Linked DNA regions of Anser cygnoides: region 2 is linked to region 1. Evidence: chromatin contacts called from public Hi-C data. All regions are on one chromosome and are shown on one strand. Each heading gives the region's core, a stretch centred on a gene start, on an enhancer-like site or on the middle of the called end of the contact. The rest is flanking DNA. Distances are from core to core; before and after follow the strand shown. Region 1 has its middle 20 kb from the start of SALL1. Region 2 has its middle 140 kb from the start of SNX20.

Evidence for each region. A called contact is a pair of places that touch in the nucleus more often than the background predicts.
Region 2: a contact with region 1 is called in a Hi-C map of liver, with 2.2 times the contacts expected there. The contact joins two enhancer-like sites. A contact is called at or near these places in 2 of 7 Hi-C or Micro-C datasets (both in liver).

The regions. Positions count from the first base shown.
Region 1 is chr12:17,553,808-17,558,328 of Taihu_goose_T2T_genome, forward strand. No RefSeq gene overlaps it. Among named protein-coding and RNA genes, the nearest start is that of SALL1, 20 kb to the left of the region's middle. Within about 2 kb of position 1,639, at least 2 of the 3 cell types and tissues checked have open chromatin away from gene starts, as enhancers often do. A contact at or near this core is called in liver, where this site is marked.
Region 2 is chr12:17,684,900-17,689,969 of Taihu_goose_T2T_genome, forward strand. No RefSeq gene overlaps it. Among named protein-coding and RNA genes, the nearest start is that of SNX20, 140 kb to the right of the region's middle. Within about 2 kb of position 1,527, at least 1 of the 3 cell types and tissues checked has open chromatin away from gene starts, as enhancers often do. A contact at or near this core is called in liver, where this site is marked.

The DNA.
Region 1 (4,521 bases), core at 389-2,888:
TATTTTGTTTACAATTCCAAAATTCAGGTATTTTGCTTTGTGGGATTTCCTTTGATATCAGTATGTATGGGGGGAGTTGCTTGCCTTTTAGAAGAAGTAATCTCCTTGCTGTCCCCCCACCCAGTACCTTGAATTGCAATTGGGGCATGACAGAGTATTTAACACTGAAGTGATGGGGTGAGAAAAACTTTTCCTGAGGAATTTTACCATGATTATGAATACTTAGTAAAGTAGAAACGCTGTAGCCTGAATACCTCTCGGACTCCACATCTTTAGAACTTTTTTTCCCTGTGTGAACACGACAGTTCCTCCGGTATACGATACGTGTTTCTGTTCGTGTGTAAGCTGTACGCTAGAGCCCGCTGGCTTGTCAATGTGAATATTTAAAAATTTCGAGTCACCGCTCGGTCTCGGAAAAAGGTAAATTAAACAGACTTTAATGCTTTTATCAACGAAATACTAACTAATTCTCCTTTGGAACCAAGCTTAGGTTTGCGCCCCTCGGCTGGGGGTGGCCGTTGGGGGTGGCCGTTGGGAGCGACCGTTGGGGGTGACCGTTGGGGTGACCGTTGGGGTGACCGTTGGGCGCGGCTGAGGTAACCCCCGCCCGCTGAGGGGACGCGGAGGGAAGGTGGGCGCCGCCCCGGGGAACTCCCGCTCCTCGCCCCAGGTGAGGCGCCCCCGGGGGGCGGCAGACCCCTCATCTCCCCCCTGCCTGTCGGCGGACGTTTCCTCAGGGAGCCCGGCCCGGGGGCAGCGGCGGGTTGCGAAGGGCGAGCTCCCCCCCGGCTGCCTGATTGAGGTGGTGGCGGGCGGCTGCTCTCCAGTTAACCCTGCCCGGGGGCAGCTGGCGCCTCTTCGATTAGCCGCAGACCTCGAAGGTGGGTGCGAGGGGGGTCCCCGCCGTCCGCCAGCCCCGTCCCGGGGCCGTCGAGGAACCGAGAAGCTGGGAGGTACGGTGTGTGTGTGGGGGGGATAATTCAGTCTGGGAAAGGAGGATGTTAAGTTTCCCGTTACTTGACATGGGGCCGGGGGAAGTTACCTCTCCCCGAAGCCGCCCCCTGGCAGGCGCACAAAGGTGCCTGCATCGTCTCGATGTCGCCTGGTCACCAGCATGGCGTTAATCCTGTAAGGAACAGCACTTTTATTTTCCTTTACAGTCCTGTTCGTGCGGCCGCGTTTTTCTCATTAGCAACAAAGTTTTTCCTTCTTTCCGTGCTCCCTTCCCGCCCATCGCAATTTTATGATCCATTAAAATAAAGCACAGCGTCTTTTTTTTTTTTTTTCTTCTCCTTTTCTTTTCCTAAGCGCCAACGATCGTTGAGCGCATTCACCTAATCGACACGAGTAATTTTCCTCACCCAGAGACGTGATTTAGTTAAAAACGAGGCTGGTAGCGGGCGAAACTTGCCCAGGCCGCCCGAGCAAAGCCTGGGGCTGAGGCTGCCGCCGGTAGCCCCCGTGTAGCCCCCTGGATCCGGGGGCTGTCCCGGGAGAGAAGGCGGCTTGCCCCCGGCAGCGGCTGGCGGAGAGGAGCCGCCGGCCCCGTATCGCTTCGCTTCCCCGGGCACCCCGGGGAGCTGCGGGCAGAGGGAGCGAAAGGCTGGGAGGGGGTGGGGGGGCTGGCCGAAAGGACCCAGCAGGCTGGAGAGAGAGCGCCGCTTCGGAAGGGCAGGAGCGAGGCTTCTCTTGACGAGGTGGGGATGTGACGGGAAGGGTGGCGGGGGGGCAGCAAATTGCCTGGCTTGGTTCACGTGCAGATGATGCCCAAATCCAAATGCTTTTTGTCTGGGGAAAAGGTGGATGGATTTCTGCTTGCCCCCTGTGCCGGGGTGTGATTTGAGACTTCTTCAGGGACAGGTTGCAAGCCCTCCCTGCCCCAGGAGTCCCCAGATCTCTTCCACCCTCTTTTGAAAAGAATATTTGCTGACCATCCAAATGCAACAGGTGCTGTTTGGTCTGACTTTTTTCTTGGGGGGGGCGGGGTGGTGGTATTTCTGCTTTTGGGAGTCCTCAAGTTGTGAGCTACCTGGTTGCATCTTTGCAGGAGGCCAGTTTTACTTCGCAAGTGAAGGTGTGACTGTGCATCTTTTATTGTTTTTTCCGTCTCCCTGACAGACTGCAGTACTTCTCAATTTTTTTATTTTTTAATCAAAGTATCATTTTCTATCTGGTTTCCTTCCCTCATTAATATGCATTGACAGAAGTTAAAATAATGTTTTGCAAATAAATGGGTGCAGTTATTTACACAAGCCAGAAGCAATATGTCTTTTAGCTGTTGAGCTGAAATAGAATGACTTAAAGATTTCACGTACAATAAAATCTCTTATATATACACCTATCTCTAGACAAAAATGTTAAGGAGGAATAGAGGTTTGGAAATATCTATCTTTAGGGAAGAACAGGAATAGTTGGAAAACGTGCACTTTCAGCTGAGAATAGAGTTACTGATAGGTATGTTTATGTTCACTTTTCTGATTTTAGTATTTCTGTTTTTTACATATAGGCTATAGTTAATATCAGAACGGCAACCTGGAGCCAGTCCCTCTGCCACTACTGGCAATGGCCTAGCAGATGCCTATGAAATGGCATGTGCACAGTGATTCTTCCTTGGGAAGATCTCCTCGTTCTAGAGACACGAGATACTGGGAGTTCCTGAACCATGTGCAGTGACGGGAGTGCTTCACAAGTAAGTGGGTGCGAGCACGGCAATGATTGAAATTAAGTTCCAGGCACAGATCATATTATAGCTTTGTCCTACCAAGAGTGTCTTCAGTTTCTGTTTTATCTTCTGTTTTTCTTTAGATTTTTTTTTTTTGTTGTTTAATCCTCAGTCTATAGCTCTTAAGAGGCAAAATCATTTAATGACATGGGAAGAGGAGCACTACAGGTGAGCACAGGAGAGGGGGAAAGAGAAATCTTTTAATGATCAAGTCCACTTAGCACTGAGGGAGCTGGTGAAAACTGAGGTGTTGAAGGCATCCTCTGCAATGCTGTGCATGGTGGCTGGGGCCATGGGCTTGTGTACAGATGACTGCGTACAGTGTACCTGTGAGAACTCCTACTGGACGGTTGTAGAGTGAGGAAGTGATGACATCTTCCTTTCCATAGCAGTTAACTAATCTAAGCCAAATTGCAGGCTCTTCTTAACTTTCGGAAGTTACTGTAACTTTTGGAAAGCAGTTTCCATCTGGTTAGATGAATACCAAAAGTATGTCCATGCCTATGTCAGTTTCAATCGTGAGTGCAAACAAGGAAGGTCCTTATTGGAACTTTCTGCCCTGAAACTTCTGGTGTCATTTCCTTCTCTGAGAAAGAAGTCTCTCCATGTTAGCAGGCATTTGCGACATCTGTAAAGACAGCTCTTTTGATCGGGGCAGTGCTGAAGTGCAAAGGTCTATTTTTTTTATTTAAAGGTTTTAAAAATGCATCATCACAATGTCAGGTGGGTGTAGCAGAAGCCCTGCAGCACCTGGCATCAGGTGGTGCAACACAAGCAGTATTTGGGACTGAATATGGAAAGAAAAAAGTGGAGTGGTCAAGCACAACATCATAAATCTAGCCCCCCTGGTCACCGCTTTGTTTTTGATGCTTTTTTTCCATGAAAAATAGAAATATTTATCAATAGAAAGCTGAGCCAATGAGAGTAACCAGATGAATAATGTTAAGACTTTCTTCAGACCAGTATCTGTTTTGAGCTTTCTTTAGCTGTGAATGATTCTAAATTGTCTTCCTTTCAATGGCATTTTAAAGTGACACTTAATACATAGTGAAGCCAACATTTGTTCCATGTGTACAGTAGTTAAGGGGATAATCATCTTCAATGCTAAGTATGTGTTCATATGAACTTTTATCTTTCTGTTGGCTAGAGAATCTAGCAAATAGTAAATTACAGGGAGAGACATAACCGATTTCAAAGGTTTGTAGGCTTTAGTTGCCCAGACTGAAGACCAAGTCCTGTTGGCAAGTTATGTCAGAGCTGCTGAGGAGGATGAGGCTGTTTGTGATGGTTAGCTTGGTTGTGGGGATCCCATAATACCAGCACACACCTTTGGTGCTGACAACCCTAAATGAATTTAGTCCCTTGCTTAAGTCTGTTCAACCTGTTTTGGTTTCTTACACTGAGTGTCTGAGCACTGCACAAACAATTTCTCTAGAAGTGTCCAAGGTAGTTTAAGATGTAACTATCTTTCTGTTTCCATCCAGAAGATTACTTTTGTTCCCTGACACTTTCGCCCCTCCCTATTTAAATGGGTAGAATAAATCATATAAGCACTCTTTATTCATATTACTGCAAAAACAGTGTGATTTTTTTTTTTTCCTTTTACTTGGTAAATAAGGCTTTAAGGTAGAAGTTGTGAACATGCCTGGCACACTTGGGACAAAGCTTAAGAAGAAGATCTTACGAAACTAGAGGTAGAGCTGATGTGTCTGTGAGTCAGGGAGAAAAGACTTTGTAAAGCTACAACTTCTTTGAGAAGGAATTTCATGATATGTTACATTCCAATCCAAGCCTCCTAA
Region 2 (5,070 bases), core at 277-2,776, 130 kb after region 1:
TTGGCATTTATGAAAAGTGGTCAACTTCCATTCATGTTTTTTTCTATTTTCAAATAACAAATGACCTTTTAAAATTCAAAATGAGGTATGAAATAAATGAAAGAGTACAAGGTGAGTCATTCATTAATCATAAGCAAAACAGGGCTGAAATCAAGGGCACAAGAGCACAAACTGTAAAAGTAATAGGTTGCATAATCATTGTATTTAATATTAACTATATTGTGTTTTTTCCTGTGAGTTCTGAGAAGTCGATTTTTTATGTTTGCATGAAACTAATCCAAGGTAAATTTTATTTCTCAATATTATTTTATCCTAGTGGTTGCCTTTCTTTTAATAAAGTAGAAGACATGAATTCTAGTTTGTCATGTTAAAGATTTAATAGAAGGGATTAGCAGGAACCTTTAAGTTTACTGTAACTTTTGATTTAAGATATTCCACTTTTGACTAGAACACACTGATTCTTATAGCTATATCCCCTTCTTGTTTTTTATGGCAAATCTCCCATTAAGGATATAAATTCACCTGGAATTAGTCTTTTTGGCCAAAATAAATTGTTATTCATATTTGGCTGTCCAAAAAAGACTAAGAAATATTTGAAGCATGCTGGACCTTTATCCTACAAGAGTTCAATCTGCAGTGATAACACAACATGCAACAAGTTTGTCTGCAATTTACAGGTAACTTTTAGTATTTAAATGTTTGGAATATTTCAAATGGATATTGTAATAATAATAATAATCTTCCCTCCCATCATATTTCAGCTGAATACACAAAAGCATGCTAGGCAGTCCAAAGTAGTTTGTCTTTTCCAGAAATGGAAACTTGAGTCACCCAGCAGATCTCGTGTTGTAGTTCTGACGTAGGAGCTGTTCTTGAAATTATTTTCGTGTGGTTTTCCTCACTGTCATACATGAAGTCTATGTCACCCTTTAGGATGTTACAGCCCACTCCACGAAATCCTGTAGCCCATGTTTGAAAGGCTGTGGCATGGGTCCGAGATGGTACTGCAGCCCTTGTGACTTGGGATCTACCACAGAGCAGTCTTTGCTCACTCTCTTTCTTAGCTGTAATTAATGGATGTTGTTTCGGTGCATACCAGTGCCTGAATAAACATTTGCCTACATCTAGAATATAGCAGGCATTACTATTCCAATGTGTAATACTTAGATGAAAATCATGTTTTCTCAACATTTATGTTAACGATCTATGCAGCTTTAAGCAAAGTCTTCTCTGCAATTCTGTCTTCAGAGAAAAAAAAAAAAAGTAAATTAAAGGTACATACTCTTTCTCCTTTGTATCCTTTCCATACCCCTTAACAAAGAATGTGTCTTAATTTTTAAATCTGCAATTTAACTGATTTCCTGCCCTCTCTACTCCAACCTTTCTATATTTTATAAATTTTGTTGGTGTTAGTTTCACGCAGTGTTTAATGTGTTTCTTCCTTATATATAGAAGAAACTATATAAAAGCTGCAAGGTGTTAAAAAAACAGTAATTGTTGATAATGTTTTTCTATCTATAGAAATATAAAGTGTATGCTGCTTAACAATGAGATTTGGATAAAATTTTAGGACTGGATGACTTCAGGCAGAATAAAAACAGTCATTACACTTGTTTGAATTTTGTTGTGATTTGAATGGTATGCTATTAAGAATGAGGAGTTTGCCCAGGTCCGTTAAAAATCATATGTTCCCTTCAGGCCTATAAGTAAAAGGGGAGATCCCCATAACATGTTTATCTTCATTTTAGATGCAGGTGGTTTAAACGTGGTGCTCTGGTTTAGATTCCAGAGCAAATAGTTTACCTATGACATTATCATTGCCAGAAAAAGATTGCCAAGTGCTGCCTTTCTCAGGCAATACGGTTAAAGGGTTCACCCTGTCCTCAGTGGTCCTCTGCTTGACTGCTTTTCCCAAGCTCCAGATCAATCGTTAACTCCTCACTTTTCAGTTAGGATGAAATACCAGAGAAGAAAGACAATGTAAATATTTCCAAAATCCAAAGGAATAGGAAGGATTTCTCATTCTTCCCTCCCCTAAACAAGACACTCACAATTATAAAGCCCATGAAGTCTTCTCTCTGCTGGGTCAATTGTTTCTAATTTTTTTTGAACCAGATTATATTTTTTGAGGTAATCTTCTAATGTTATATCAGAATCTGCAATTCAGTACTAGAAATATTTTGCCATGGCCCTGAGAAGTCTGTAACGATAGGAAATCTGGAAAAAAAATCAATACCATATCAGATTATTTTGCCTTGTTCCGGTACCCCTGCCCTGCTCTTTGTACAAATAAGCTCTCTGAAACTGAGCTGGGCTTCCTAATCAAAAATATCTTATTGCAGAGCTTCTGTTCTGCTTTCAGAGAGTGTTCTGGTAGCTGAGTTGGGTGGTCATATTATATCCAAAAGTTAAAAGGTGTCAGAGAGCTTGGCTGTTGAGGGGCCTTGGATTTTTTTGTCTCTTCAGCATATTTGAAATTGTAGTTAAAATATCTACAAGTGTATTCATGAAACATATCAAAGATGAAGGAATGCATTTTAAGCTGAAGTCCTATCTGAGGTTAATGACTAAGACTGTGAGAACTCAGCTTGGTATTTATTGTATAATGACACAAGTAAATTAAACTCCAAGCAAGTCATTATCTTTTTTTTTTCTTTCTTTCTTTCTTTCGTTCTTTCTTTTAAAGTATGCAGTTCCAAACGATTAACCTCTTTGGTAGCAGGATAGTAAAAACATGGGGGCAGGCAGTACCCATGGAGATTTTTTGCTTAGACTCCTTTGTCCACACACTGTTATATAAAGGGTAAAGTACTTACAGAAGAAGGCTGGCTAATAAAAAATGTTAATCACTAAATACATTTTACAAAGAATACGTTTATGTTTCATTGTACTATTTAAAAAAATCTTTGCATTTTACATCTATTCCTCACCAGCTGTCACAGTAAATCGCACCTTCTGTCATCTACATACATGCTATACTAAATGTTGTTTATTTACTGCAGGAATTACCTTTCCACTTATTGAAAACAGAAAAAAACAGAAAAAAAAAAAAAAAGAAGATTTCCATACCTTAAGTCTTCAAGATTGGTTTTGACTCACACTGAGACTTATCAGGTAGTTTTATGTTAATTTGAGTCCTACACTTGTTAATTTTTTTTTTATTCTATTCCTTCTTTTTGTGAAGTACAGAGCCAAGTTTTTTTTAGAAATTGAAAAGGAATTTTATTATATGATAATTTATATCAGTCCATCAATATTACCTATTGAATACTTCTCCCTTGGAAAACAGATGGAGTTGTAAAACTGGTATAGTTAAAGTAGAGCTCAGTAGCAGGAGAGAAATAGTAAGCCTGTCTTAAAACCTAGGAAATTTGTTTCTGGTGTTTCTGACTTAACCTACTGACAAACAAATGAAGATGGAATTTTGCAGTTTCTTAACATTTAAAAAGAACAAAAAGTCAAACAAAGAATATGCTCAAAATGCATGCAATAATAGGAAGAAATGGTCACTTCAAAATTTGTCAAATGTCTTTGAAATTCTGCTTTATATCTACAAACATGCCTAACTCAAAATAGGTTTTCAGTGAACAAGGAAAGGCACTTTACTCATCTATTTTCTTGCCAGATTTCAGTTTGATCACAAATATTTCAGCACTGTAGCTATTCTTAAATCAAAATTTCAACCTTCTTAATCCTGTGGGAAGGGTGTTTTATTTCACTAGAAAATAGTTATTTTTCTTCAAATGTAAATATTACCTTTCAGGAAGGATATTGCCTGGAAAATTCTGCCTGAAATGTGAATACTTCAGAAAGTTACAAATAACTGAAATTCTTAAAAGTTTAATTAGAATAAACATACTTTATTAGTAGTAATAATAACTATTATTTACAAATAATTAATAACAACTATCTCACTGTTAAACCTGCAATTAGACTTCCCTGTCTAAAAAGACTTTATGATTTCAATTCCATTTTGCAACTTCCATTTTTTTTCAAGGCAATCTAGCCACCACTTAGAGGCCCAAAGGTGTTTCATCTAAATTTTCTTGTATCACCAGATAGTAGATGACCAAATTATTTGGATACAAATATGTCTTGAGAATATCATCAAATCCATTTCAATTTCATTCATGCCTTAGAGATAATAATTTGAAGAGCTAGTCACTGCTTGCAATTAAGCGTAGAGAAAATAGATCTGTCCCATAATTTATGTCTGCAAAGGTTGGGCTGGATTTGTAATTAATGTTTGCTCCTTTTAATGAAATACTCCAAAGGTCTGCACTTCTGTCATTCATGGAGGTAATTTTTCAATTGATTAGTAAAATAATACTTGAAAAGTAAAGGCACCTGCTTTAGCACAGAAATGTCTTAGTCAGGTAGAGACAATGATTGGAGTGCTAAAAAAAATATCATTTCAATACAGTAGAGACTGGAGTTTTACTCCTCCAGAATTCAGAACTCCCACTAAAGAGGAAAAAGGAAAAGGTAATTAAACCTCCAACAACTTATTCAGCATGCTTTTATCCAATTTAATTCCTTGGTGGTTTTCAGCATAGCTAAATACTTTTAGGAGCACATGCCTGAACTGTGCATTAGCACAAGTGAAATATCTCCAGTAAGCACGCATTACAGCAAGACATAATTTTTATAGCAGCATACCTTAGTATTTTTGGAGGACATGAACAAATAATTTAATATTGTGAGTTCATTTCCATTTTGGATAAACACTCAAAATTTTATGGCTCATTTAGCTCCTATTCTGATTTTCTTTTTAGACTCAAACCTTTCCAAGACTGAAAATGCAACATTTGAGAGTTAGGGTCCTGCAACTGCTGGTTAAAAAATGGCTTGTAACGTCCTTTCTAAAACTGCTACAAAAGAGAATGAAATAAAATAACAAGCTACCTCTACATGCTTTCAGGAAATCTCTAAGGATTTTGTTTGAATTAGTCACTAAAGAAAGGATGTTTGATGACTTCTCTTATTTTGTTAATTTAGTCATTTTGACACAAAGAGTTACTATTCCTGTACTACCTAGACCTCACAGTCTGTAGTGATGAACTTTCAAGG